2 separate regions of the Sus scrofa genome follow, and region 1 is linked to region 2. A link is a contact called in public promoter capture Hi-C data. All regions are on one chromosome and are shown on one strand. Each heading gives the region's core, a stretch centred on a gene start, on an enhancer-like site or on the middle of the called end of the contact. The rest is flanking DNA. Distances are from core to core; before and after follow the strand shown.

Region 1 (6,757 bases), core at 1,909-4,408, 570 kb after region 2:
TTTATTATGGCACTGACTAGGTTTAATACTTTGCCCATATTTTCTTCTTAATAAGGACTCGTAGTTCCTTATATTTATATGTCTGTATTTCGTATAGTGCACACACACAGAGGTTTTAAAGTATAATCTGGATTATTTTACTTCTGTAAATCAATTTATCCATAAACCTTTACTTAAAAGTCACTTAGAAATGTGCTATGTAAAAGAACTCTTAATCCTTTCATAAAGGAAAACAAAATCCTTTGAAATGTAAAGAACCGCTTTCCTCAAATTCACTAGAAAGTTTGGGTATTAATTTTCATACAGAGCATCAGCCTCTCAAAGAAGGCAACAATCAATTTCTTCAAAAAGTTACTGTACACTTTTCATGTGTCAGGCAATGCTCTAGAAGCTGGGACAGAGCGGTGAACATGAGAGAACAAATGTTCTATACAGAGTATAAGTTATTATAATAGTGCCTAAGATTTCTTGGTATACACTATAATGTAGATGTTTAGCTAAACAAGCTCGTCAATCACCATCTCACTCATAAATGTTCTTATATTAAAAGTGTTCTTCTAACAGTGTACCTGACCAAGAAAAGTACTTGATAAAGGTCAGCTATTAGCTCTACTAGTCCAATACAGCAGGTTAAAAGTAAATATTTGCTGAATTCCAAGAGATCATTTAATCCATACTTAATCATTTTAGATATTAATCTATTAATTTTTAAAACAATTGCCAAAGATTTCATATCTTCTCTTGGATTCCTTTTGTATTTTATTTCATACTGGCTGACTGACGTGGTCTTAAAAGATTTCTATACAATCATATTACTTCTAGAATCAGGAGAAAAAAAACATTTAAAAAAAGGCAATAAAACATTCTTTAATGTACCCATTGAAATAAGAGTTCCAAAGTTCTAAGAGTTTGAAGACCTGGTTTACCCTGCGCTCACTAGCTTTGGACAAGTCACTTCACCTCTCAGAAGCATAAAATCCCCATCCATAAAACAAGAATGAGGAGTTCCAGCTGTGGTGCAGTGGGTTAAAGGATCCAGCATTGCTGCAGCAGCAGTGTAGGCTGCAGCTGTAGCTCAGATTCAATCCCTGGCCCAGAAACTTCCATATGCCTCGGGAGCAGTCATGAAACAAACAAACAAAACAACGAGTATGATATCCACATCATATAACATTGGGATAAGCAAGCATATAAAGAGGGTTAGGAGTTACCGTCATGGCTCAGCGGAAATGAATCTGACTAGTATCCATGAGGATGCAGGTTCAATCCCTGGCCTTGCTCAGTGGGTTAAGGATCCACTGTTGCCATGGGCTGTGGTGTAGGTTATAGGTGTGGCTCAGATCCAGAGTTGCTGTGGCTGTGGCACAGGCCAGCAGCTACAGCTCCGTTTCAACCCCCAGCCTGGGAACCTCCATATGCCGTAGGTGTGGCCATAAAAAAAACAAAAAATGAAATAAAGTGGGTTAGCAAAATGGTGCTGGATGGAATAAGCGGATATCCAAATGCAAAAACAATGCACTTGGATCCATATCTATCATAATATAAAAAATTAACTCCATGTGGATCATATATCTAAATTTAAAACCTAAAACTATACAACTTCCAGAAGAAAACATAGAAAATCTCTGTCACTTTGGGCTTAGACAAAGATTTCTTTGTTATGACCAAAAGCAAAATCTCTAAAAGAGCAAATCAGTAAACTGGATTCCATCGAAATTTCAAATGCATGTTCTTCAAAAGGCAACGTGAAGAGAATTAAAAGACAAGCCATATATTGGGAGAAAGTATTTGCAAAATAAAGACATACAATACAAAAAAAAAAAAAAAAAGACATAAAATAAGTGCTGGCAAAGATGAGGGGTGACCAGATGGCTCAAACACTGCTGATGGAACTGTGAAACAGTGCTGCCACTTCGGAAAACTTTCTTAAAATATTAGACATTTCCCTTAGGCATCTATCTTCTTAACAGAAATGAAACACGTTTGCACAAATATTTGCAGGTGGACATTCATAGCAGTATTATTTATAATGGTTCCAAAGTGGATACAACCCAAATGTCCATCAACGGATGAACAGGTACACAAATTGTGATATATTTCTACAATGGAATACTATTTAGCAATAAAATGAATGAACTATTAATATATGCTGAGTGAAAGCCACAACAAAAAAAAAAAAAAGAAAAAACTACATAGTATAATTCTATTTATATGAAACCTTAGAAAATGCAAACAAATTTATGGTGCCTGAAAGCAAATGGGAGATTGCCTGTAAATGGAAGGCCAGAAATAAAGATTTCAAAAGGGCATGAGGAAACTGGGGAGGGGGGGTGATGTATGATGGTTTCACAAGTACCTATATGCCAAAACTCTAAATAAATGCATTTTATTGTATGTCAGTTCTGCCAAAATAAAGACGTTTAACAAAAATGGCTAGCAGAATCTGAATTCAACTCCTTGGACCCTCAAAAAGCATTCTGTGGTTAAAGTAATCGAAAGAGTGTAGTGGAAACCCACCTTTACCTTGAAAGATTCAAGAATTTGCCTAGAACCCGGTCGAATCTAGAAAATGTGCCTTCAATTTCCCAGATATCCGGTATGGAAAACATCACTTTTCCATCGCAGACTCTCGGGGACAGACACCTCCTGGGGAACGCTTCTGAATGTAGACTGGGGCGACCCCATGCTCCAGGTTTGCCCAGGGCAGCTGCGTGGAGGCCCAAGGGCCCACCAAATGATTAAGACGGCAGCGCACTCTCCCTTGCAGAAGCATCCCGCTTTCTCCACGCACGCCCAGGAGCGCAGCCCGCCCTCCTTCCCACCTGCATGTTCCTCAGGAGCTGGAAGATCTCCATGGTGCGGTACACAATGTCCTGGACAGTCTCCTGCCCGATCCGGCAGAGCGATGCCGTGTTGACCTCCCGGGCGGCCTGCTGAGCCTGGGGCCCAGCGAAGGGTCCGGGCGCCATCCCCGATGCCGCCAACGGAGGGGTGGACATGGCGGGGCTGCGGCGTCAGGTCAGCCTGGCTGGAGAGTAGGCGTCGGGGGGTACGCCGAACGGTGGGCGGACGCTGGCCTCGGTCTGACCAAGAGCTTGTAGGACTCAGGCGGTCTGATTTCAAAACAGCGGCAGCGACTTCCGCCACCGTGACGTCACGCGTCATTAAACGTCACAGGGACCGCCCACTCGGCGGGCCTCTGGGAACCTGTCTAGGAGCAAAGCTGGCCTGGATTGGACTGGGCGCCCAGGTGGGCTGGGCGAACGGGTTGAGTAGCCAATCACCGGCTGCACTCCAGCTAGAGGGGGCAGTGCGCGCAGTGGAAGGCTGGTGGGTCTTTGCCACAGTTCGTTTCCCATTCTCAGCCAATCCTTAGGGTTCCTGATAGAACGCGTTGTGTTAATTTCCTTGCTAATTTCTTATAACAAGACCGTGAAGTTTGTAATATCATTGTGTTTTCATATCTAGGAGAGAAGCTCAGAGGGGCTAGTTTGGTTTATTTAGTCCGTTACAGCTTGCGACTGATAACCTGCGATTTGAATTTAGAAAACGAAATTCCTAATCTTGAGTGCTTCATTGTGACCTGATACCAACTCCCCATTTGTTGGTCACTGCTCAAAATTCAGTTTACTCTAGAAGCTTTCTCGATCACCAGAAGTATAAAATTAACACTTCTATCTCTTGCACACACTCTCCCCACCTTCCTCTTTCTGACTTTGGTACTTATTACTGTCTGTGTGCTCTATAATTTTCAGTTTGTTTACTTTCTGATTTCTCCTCACCTTATACACACACACTGGAATGCAAGTTCTCTAAAAACAGCGACTATGTCTACTTTATTTGCTTACTGTATTTTCAACTCTTAGTGATTGGCACATGAGATGCTGAAAAACATATGTTGTGACATTATAAATGTAAGAAAAATTAAAGCCATTCTCTTACCTACCTCTTACTACTTATTTGCAAAAGGGTGGAAAGTCAAGAATGTGAAAAATGGTGATAGGTACTAAGTTATTGCAGTTTAAATAGTGTCCGACTGGAGTTCCCATTGTGGCTCACCAGCAACAAACCTGACTAGTATCCGTGAGGACAAGGATGAGGGTTTGATCCCTGGCCCCACTCAGTGGGTTAAGGATCTGGCATTGCAGTGGGCTGTAGTATAGGTCTCAAATGCTACTTAGATTTGATGCTGCTATGGCTGTGGTGTAGGCTGGCAGTTGCAGCTCCGATTGGACCCCTAGCTTGGGAACTTCCATATGCTGCAGGTGCAGCCCTAAAAAGACTAAATAAATACATACATAAATAAAGAGGGGAGCCCTCAGCATAGCACAACAGTCAGCAAAATGTAGAGACAAGCCACAGAATGGGAGAAAATCTTTTTTGAACCATATATTCAGATAAATATATATATATACACGTATATATTTACACACACACACACACACACATATATATATATATCCAAAATATATAAGGAACTCTTACAACTCAATAGAAAAAGACAACCCATTAAAAATTGGGCAGGGCATCCAGACAGATATTTGTCTAAAGAAGACATAAAAATGGCCAACAAGACACTTGGAAAACTGCTCAATATCACTAATCATCAGGGAAATGGAAATCAAAACCACAAGGAGATACCACCTCACCCATGTTACAATGGCTATTATCAAAGACAAGAGATAATTATTGGCAACAATGTAAAGAAAAGGGAGCCCTGTTCACTGTTAGTGGGAACACGAATTGGTACAGCTGTTATAGAAGAAAATGGAGGTTCCTCAAGAAATTGAAAATAGAAATATCATCTAGTAATCCCACTTTTGAGTGTACACCCAAAATAATCGAAATCAGGATTTCAAAGAGCTGTCTGCACCCCCATGTTAATTTCAGCATTATTCACAATAGCCAAAGTGAGGAAACAACCTAGATATTAATCAACAGATGAGTGGATAAGGAAAAGGCGGCATGCATATATGTATGTGTGTGTGTGTGTGTGTGTGTGTACCTTTAAAAAGAAGCAAATTCTACCATTTGGGACAAGGATAGACCTAAGGGACTTTATGTTAAGTGAAGCAAGTCAGTCATAGAAGATTAAATAAATGCAGCATGATTTATCTTACATGAGGCATCTAAAATAGCCAAATATATAGAAGTAGACAGTAGAACATTGCTTACAGGGGTGTGGGAGTAGGGGCTTTGGGGAGTTGTTGTTCAATGGGTAAAGGTTACAATTATATGATGAGTAAGTTCCAGAGATATGCCGTACAATATAATTACTATAATTAGCAATGAGATATCCTATACTTAAAAATTTGTTATGAGAGAGGGAATGATCTTATGTTGTGTCCTTTACACACATACACAAACCCCAAAGGGACACAAGGAAACTTTTGGAGGTGATGGATCTATTTATTGTCATGATTGTGATGATGGTAAAATGAGTATATACATCTGTCCAAACTCACGAAATTGTGTACATTGATTATGTATAGTTCTTTGTTTACCAATTATGCTTCAATAAAGTGCAGGTAAGAAAGAAGAAGGCTTCCAATTTCTCTTTCCAGCTGGCTGGGATGCAGCTATCATGGCTGTAGCTCCAATGAGCTCTTATCTAGGGTTTTTTTTTTCCCCCACATGCACCAGAATCTAATACTAACTGCTGAGGTGGCAACTTTGAGATTTGCCCTAAGCTCTATTTGATTCTTCCTGATACCAGAGAAGGTTCTCCTAACACAGTGATTCACTGATTCTGCTTCAAATGACCCCAAAGGCAAACTGAATTCCCTCTTGACCTGGTCCACTGTCCCCATCAGGGCCTCAGGCTCTTGTGGAATTGCAGGAGTGGAGCTAGCTTTGCTTACATTGTCATGGACAGTGCTGGCCTTTGCATTTTCTATGGAGACATGTGAACAATTCTGGGATAGTTTTGTGGAGTTGGGACACTGTGCTGGTTGAATCAAGGGCTAGAGCCCACAGTTGTTAGTCTGAACCTAATAGTCAATATCTGAGAATACACTGGATGGAAAAAGTGGACTCTTGGGGAGGAAAGAGAGAAATATAGGTTACAGAAAGATATAGTGGTGTGTAATGAAAGGAAAACTCCTCCCATGTCAGTACAGTGGGAACCAGTCGTACTTTGTCCTTAAATTGTGTGGTGGTCCTGGACCGGTTTAAAAACCACATTTTCACTCCAAGACCCTTGCACTTTTCATTATATTACACATGCCATGGAAAAGCTTCAAAGTAATCTAGGTATATTTGGAAATTTCATTGCATAGGACCTAGAAAAGGAAAGGATTGCATATAAACCATCACTGCAGTGACCTTGGTCTTCCAGTGGGGTATTGAAATACCCCGGTTTGCCTACAATTTATTCATTACTAATAGCCTATATTTTTCAATTCAGCCACTCATGTCAGGAATATTCCCTCTGGACTCAGAATTATTGAATTTAAACAAACACTTATTGGGCACCTATAATTGGTCAAACTAACAAGCATTTAGGTTGATTTAGACTATTGCCTCCATGTAATTAGTATTCCAATTTAACAAACTGTGCTAACTGGTCCCTGAAGGTTCATTAGTAAAGGTTTTCCTTGTTTCACAGATTCTCAGTTAGAATTCCATACTTGAGAAGTGCATGAATTAAATCCCCACTTCATACTTCAGAATAGTTCCTCCCTCAAGTTTAGGGAATTTGCATGCCCTGGTCAACTCTTTTGGACTATTTAAGGAATTAATGTCATTTCTCCTTAAG
Region 2 (6,324 bases), core at 1,458-3,957:
AGGGAGCTCCTCTTAAAGTGAGGACACACAGGCAGCAAATGAGCAAATGAATAAAGGATGTAGTGAATGAGAAGGGCTGGAGGAAAATAAAACCAATGATGATGCATCGATGATGACATTGTAGGATGCTACTGTAGATCCCAGCTGCCTTTTGAAATGTGAAACTTAGCCCCCCCCCAAAATAAAATGTTACAAAGGTAGAGTAATTTATAGTTTTCTGCTCCAAAGAGGCTGGACAGAAAAAAAAAAAGTCTTATTCTGACTTTTTAAATAAGAAACTGAGATTCAGTGTGATTGGGCTATATGGCCAAGATACTCATCCATGACAGATATGGGGTCTGAATCCACATTTTCTCTTATTTTCAGTACTGAAGTTTTTCTCACAGTTACACACCACTATGGAATGCAACAGTAGGGCTGGGTAACCCTGGGGCGTGGGATGAGGGAGTCAGTAATGGTTAATCGAGACAAGAAAAGTGTGAAAGAGACACAGAAGAGCAAGAATAGTAGCTGGCTCTCACTAAGGTCACACAGGACAGCTGTCAGGATATAGAGGGGCTGCAATCCCCTAAACTCTGCCTTCCACAGGCCTGAGAGAGTCTGCACTCTGATCCCCAGCAGAAGGTAATTCCTATCATGGCTCAGCAGTTAATGAACCCGACTAGCATCCATGAGGATGTGGGTTTGATCCCTGACTTTGCCCAGTGGGTTAAGGATTCTGGCATTGCCGTGAGCTGTGGTGTAGGTCTCAGACACAGCTCAGATCTCGTGTTGCTATGGCTGTGATATAGGCCAGCAGCTGTAGCTCCAATTGGACCCCTAGCCTGGGAACCTCCATATGCCGAGGGTGCGGCCCTAAAAAGACAAAAAAAAAAAAAAAAAAAAAAATCCCAGCAGAAGGATCCTTGCCTTGGATGACTGCTCCTAGCCACCCGGGGGGTTGGAGGGAGAGCTTTGGGTCACATGTGGTTTCAATTACTGCATTTATCTGCCTTGTTGTCATGTTGTCATTGTGTTTGGGAGATTACTGAAACCTCATTTCTGTCCCAGGCCTGTCCAAGTTGTGCGGGGGTACAAGTCCAATCTGGAAAACCTACCTCATCTTTGGCAGGCCGGCTATAGGGAGAGACTTCTGGAATGTACAGTGATGTCCCACCCAGGCCCCTTCCCCCTTGATTAAAAACGAATCTGAAACAACAAATGTCTAAAATTTTCCACTCTATCATTCTACCCTGCCTTGTTAGAACTATGCTCTTTGTCCACACCCGCTGGAATCTTTTGCAGCCTCGGGGAAGCTGGGAAGTGTTTGTCCCTAGCTCGCAGTCACTCCCATAATAAACAATCACTAAACAGCTTGCTGCCCTAGGCAACTGTTTGTCCAGCTTGGCCAGACCCATGCGACTTTAGGCTGGGGAAGAGGGTGGGAGGTGTTCTCTGAAAAGCAGAATCCAGGCTCTGAGGCCAGGGAGCTTGGCTTGACCAGAAATACTGTTTGGGAACTAGCACATCTTTGTGGTCTCAGAGGACCTTTAGAGGGACTCTCGGTCTTTATGCGAATTGTCCAGTGATGTTCCCTGGGGGTAGCAGGAGCTTGGGGCTGGGGTGTGGGAAGGCAGTTGAAGGAAGGACCAGCCATCTTGAACTAGTGGTCAGTAAGGTCATTTCCTGCCTCAAATGTCTCTTCCACAGCTGGGACAATTGGCTGATCTACTACTCATCCATCTTGAAGCGACAGCTCCTTAAAAACCACCAGCCCACCATCACAGAAAGAATAATGTCCCTTTCGGTACTGGGATGGGCTTAAACCAACCACGTTCTCCTCAGCTACTAGAATTTCTCTTTTTCCCCCACTGTGATTGGAAGTCTTGGAGAAGCTTTCTACAGAATAGACAAGGGGCAGCGGGGAGTGAGGAAAGGATGCGGCGAAGTTATTGAGGATTTGGGGTGGGTGTCTCAGTACAGACATGAGGAACTGCAGTTATTCCTCTTGATTGTAAAATTTCCTCTTTACTCTTGAGGGTTGGGAGATTTCCCTGGGAAAGAAAAAATAAAAGGATGGGTTCTGTAGGGAATAAGGACCCGCTCGTAAGAAGGAAGCATTTTGGGCCTCAGAGGGTGGAAGGTGGGCGGAGAGAGGCGTCCTTCTGGTCCGCGAACGCTTTCTTTGAAGTCTTTCTTTCCTCCCTCATCCCTCCGCCTCGCTCCACGGCTTCAATTTTCGAGCATCCTTTTCCAGGAACCCGCACACTCCCTGCCGGCCGCTCGGGGAGGCATTCGCGGCAGGCAGCCGAGCAGACCGGATTCTCGAGGGCGCCCGGGGCAAGCCGGAGCAGCGGGGCCCGAGAAGCGCCGGCCGCTTCCCGGTTTCCCGGCAGCCGCCCGCCCACGGGCGCCTCTGGGAGGCGCTGCTTCCCGGCGCGGCGGCAGGAGGCGGTACGGCCCACCCCGGGGTCCCGGTCGCGGAGCGCCGAGGGGCCGTGGGGCTAGCACCCAGCAGCCCAGCGCTCCGCCCGCCCGGCAGCGGCGGAGACGCCCCGAGACCCCGGTGCCGCCTGCACCCCCCGCGCCGCGCCGGCGCCTCGGCCGGTGGCCGGGGGTTATGAATGGGCGCAGCGGAAGCACCGCCCCCCCCGGACGTGACGCTCGGCCAATGGCAGCGCGGGCTGCGTGGATGGATGAGGTCAGCGCTGTCGTGTCGGGAATGGAATGTGTAAGTGTAACATTCAGAACCGGGTAACATTCGGCGACCGAACGCGGCGGTCGGCAGCGATCGCGCGGGGGCCTGCGAAGCGCCGCTCGGGGCCGGCACTGCCCGCGGGGAGGACGCGCCGCCGCCGTCACCCAGCGCCGCCGCCGCCGCCGCCTCCAGCCGGGCCGCCGCGCGTCCCGGGGGCCGGCCCCGCGAGCGCAGGAGTAAACACCGCCGGAGTCTTGGAGCCGCTGCAGAAGGGAATAAAGAGAGATGCAGGGATTTGTGAGGTTACGGCGCCCCAGCTGCAAGATGCATTAGCCGGCTGAACGCGGGGATCGGCTGACTTGTTGGAACCCGAGTGCTCTGCACGGGAGTGTGGATGAGTTGAAGTTGCTTTCCCGGGGCTCGTTTTCCACGCTGCCGAGAGGAATCCGAGAGGCAAGGAAATCACTTCGTCTTGCCATTGATTGGGCATCGGGAGCTTTTTTTTTTTCCCCCCTCTCTTTCTTTTCCTTCGTCTTGTTGCATGCAAGAAAATTACAGTCCGCTGCTCGCCCGCCCTGGGTGCGAAATATTCAGCCCCGCTCTCGCCTGTCCATTGTGCAACCCAAAGATGAAAGACCGAAGGGGAGAAAGTTAAAGAAATCGCCCACATGCGCTGGATCAGTCCACGGCTTGGGGAAAGGCATCCAGAGAAGGTGGGAGCGGAGAGTTTGAAGTCTTTACAGGCGGGAAGATGGCGGACTGGAGCTGAAAGTGTTGATTGGGAAACTTGGGTGATTCTTGTGTTTATTTACAATCCTCTTGACCCAGGCAGGACACATGCAGGCCAAAAAACGCTATTTCATCCTGCTCTCAGCTGGCTCTTGTCTCGCCCTTTTGTTTTATTTCGGAGGCTTGCAGTTTAGGGCATCGAGAAGCCACAGCCGGAGAGAAGAGCACAGCGGTCGGAATGGCTTGCACCACCCGAGTCCGGATCATTTCTGGCCCCGCTTCCCGGACGCTCTGCGCCCCTTCGTTCCTTGGGATCAATTGGAAAACGAGGATTCCAACGTGCACACTTCCCCCCGGCAGAAGCGAGATGCCAACTCGAGCATCTACAAAGGCAAGAAGTGCCGCATGGAGTCCTGCTTCGATTTCACCCTTTGCAAGAAAAACGGCTTCAAAGTGTACGTATACCCGCAGCAAAAAGGGGAGAAAATCGCCGAAAGTTACCAAAACATTCTAGCGGCCATCGAGGGCTCCAGGTTCTACACCTCGGACCCCAGCCAGGCGTGCCTCTTTGTCCTGAGTCTGGATACTTTAGACAGAGACCAGTTGTCACCTCAGTATGTGCACAATTTGAAATCCAAAGTGCAGAGTCTCCACTTGTGGAACAATGGTAGGAATCATTTAATTTTTAATTTATATTCCGGCACTTGGCCTGACTACACTGAGGACGTGGGGTTTGACATCGGCCAGGCGATGCTGGCCAAAGCCAGCATCAGTACTGAAAACTTCCGACCCAACTTTGATGTTTCTATTCCCCTCTTTTCTAAGGATCATCCCAGGACAGGAGGGGAGAGGGGGTTTTTAAAGTTTAACACCATCCCTCCTCTCAGGAAGTACATGCTGGTATTCAAGGGGAAGAGGTACCTGACAGGGATAGGGTCAGACACCAGGAATGCCTTATATCACGTCCATAACGGGGAGGACGTCGTGCTTCTTACCACCTGCAAGCATGGCAAAGACTGGCAAAAGCACAAGGATTCTCGCTGTGACCGAGACAACACCGAGTATGAGAAGTAAGTGGCTCGGGGGTCGGGCCCTGCCCACCTGGTCCAGGTGTGAGGCTTGGGGGGCTGGGAATGGGGCAGAGGAACCCTCCTGTGCTCTTCCTCCTGCTCTGAGCCTGGGACTCAACCACCCGGTGCAGGTGCGTGTGGCCAGGAGCTGAGAACCAAGGGTGTGAGCTCCTCAGGCTAACGGGAAAGCCTGGAGCACTTTCTTGGGCCAAGTAGGTGACAGTGTCTCTCTCTTGCCTGGAAAACTTTCAGGGCGATGTGGTTCCTCTGAAGCGTGTGGGTTTGATCCAAGTTTGGAAGCGGCGCTTCACCGATGGATCATCGGGGAGGGTGTTTTGTGTGAGAAGGTCTAAGGACCCCAGAGGCTCTGAATCCATCCACAGTGTGGAGACCTTCCCCCAAGATTGATGCTTTATTTGCATTTCTCACGAGCAGGGGGAACTGCTTTCCCTGGAATTCTCCCACCCTCCAATTGGATTCTTTCCGTGAACCTTAAATTTGTGTTAGCAGTGGAAGTGCTTTAATTTTAGCTACTCAACTTTCTGTGCCTGTCTCTTCCTTACTCCCAGATGGTGTTGACTTTTTATGAAGGGAGACTGTTAGCTGGTTGGGGCCTGTGATCTTGCATGCATGAGTGCATTCATTCATTCATTCATTCCTATATGTTTGTATAAATATATCCTACCCCCTCCCTAGGAGAAGCAATTTTTTAAATCTGGGCCTAAGCCCCAGGGCTGCAAACTGCAGTTGCTTGTTTAGCTTTCCCTTTTCCCTTTGTCTTTATTGATTTGCATGTAAAACGGAGTCTGTTACTCTCTGAATGGGCTTGAGATGCCTCCTTACCCTGTGGAGTGAAGCAAGTTTTGTCCAGTTGCTAAGTAACTGAGTTGGATACTTTGTAGCCCTTCTCTCTCTTCCTTTTCCTTCCCAGTGACAGCAACTGACACACTGGACTTGGGATCAAAAACTGGTTTCCAGGAATCTGCTTTCACCTGAGCTTGGAGGGTCAGTTTCCTCGTGGATGGGGTGGTGAGCCCCAGACTCTCACTTCTGTCTGGCTGTGAAAGAGTTAGGGAGCTCCTACAGTGCATTTCCACGTTACGCCAGTTAAAACCCAGAGCAGCCTTGTGCTACCCAGGGAAGGAAGGGGAACCTCTCAGCTGAGTACAAGAGGAACTGGCAGAGGTTGGCAGATTTTGCAATTGATTCATGAAATGCAGACTAGGGGAAACGCTTTGCAGACCTGATTGGAGCAGGAAGGGGCATGGTGGGGAAACGGCCCTGAAGTGAAAGGTTTGATTGTTGTCTGTGGATTTCCTCAGACACTTGGGCCTCTGTAGGAGAGATTGGAAGGGAAATTAAAGTCCTCCTGTACTTGATCAGAGATGGTGAAGGAGAAAATATCCAACACTGGGACTTCCCAACCCCCAACACCTCTCGCTTTTCAAGCGTAAGAAAAGCCCAAGGCTGTAGGATCAATTATGAACCTACATTTTACTCTGCTTCAGGGCCAGTGATGGGTGCAGTGGCAATGGATTAAAATTTTCTCACAACAGAAGCAAACTGTGGTTGGTAATGAATGCTTTGTTTAAACGACATTTACATTGACCTATTCCTGTGGGTGCTTGTAGGAAAAAATGCTTATAGCCTTTGAGGAATTTCTTTGTCTGGTTTATGGTGGAGTAACTCGAGATGAAGTCTAACCTTTCAGTGTCTTTTAAAGCAGTCTTACCGAATTTTGTAGCAGGATCATTGTGGTCTTCATTCTTTGAAAGGGGCTGGAGCTGCGATCTTACCTTCAGAAATTTGAATTGTACATTTATTGGAGGAACACCCGCAATCCACCAC

Evidence for each region. Promoter capture Hi-C pulls out the DNA fragments that hold promoters and counts their contacts.
Region 1: a contact with region 2 is called in a promoter capture Hi-C map of fetal skeletal muscle, with 8 times the contacts expected there. The contact joins the promoter of MED30 here to the promoter of EXT1 in region 2. A contact is called at or near these places in 4 of 5 promoter capture datasets (fetal liver, fetal skeletal muscle and liver), 2 of 47 Hi-C or Micro-C datasets (fetal heart ventricle and heart right ventricle) and 2 of 2 datasets of contacts at active chromatin or transcription factors (alveolar macrophages and skeletal muscle).

The regions. Positions count from the first base shown.
Region 1 is chr4:21,212,474-21,219,230 of Sscrofa11.1, forward strand. It overlaps MED30 (mediator of RNA polymerase II transcription subunit 30), which reads right to left and starts at 3,159. Exons shown (of 4, transcript XM_003135161.4): 1 at 2,823-3,159. The coding sequence starts at 2,999. All of the region lies in intron 1 of LOC110260233 (a long non-coding RNA gene), which reads left to right.
Region 2 is chr4:20,642,295-20,648,618 of Sscrofa11.1, forward strand. EXT1 (exostosin-1) reads left to right here and starts at 2,708. Exons shown (of 11, transcript XM_001924980.6): 1 at 2,708-4,476. The coding sequence starts at 3,515.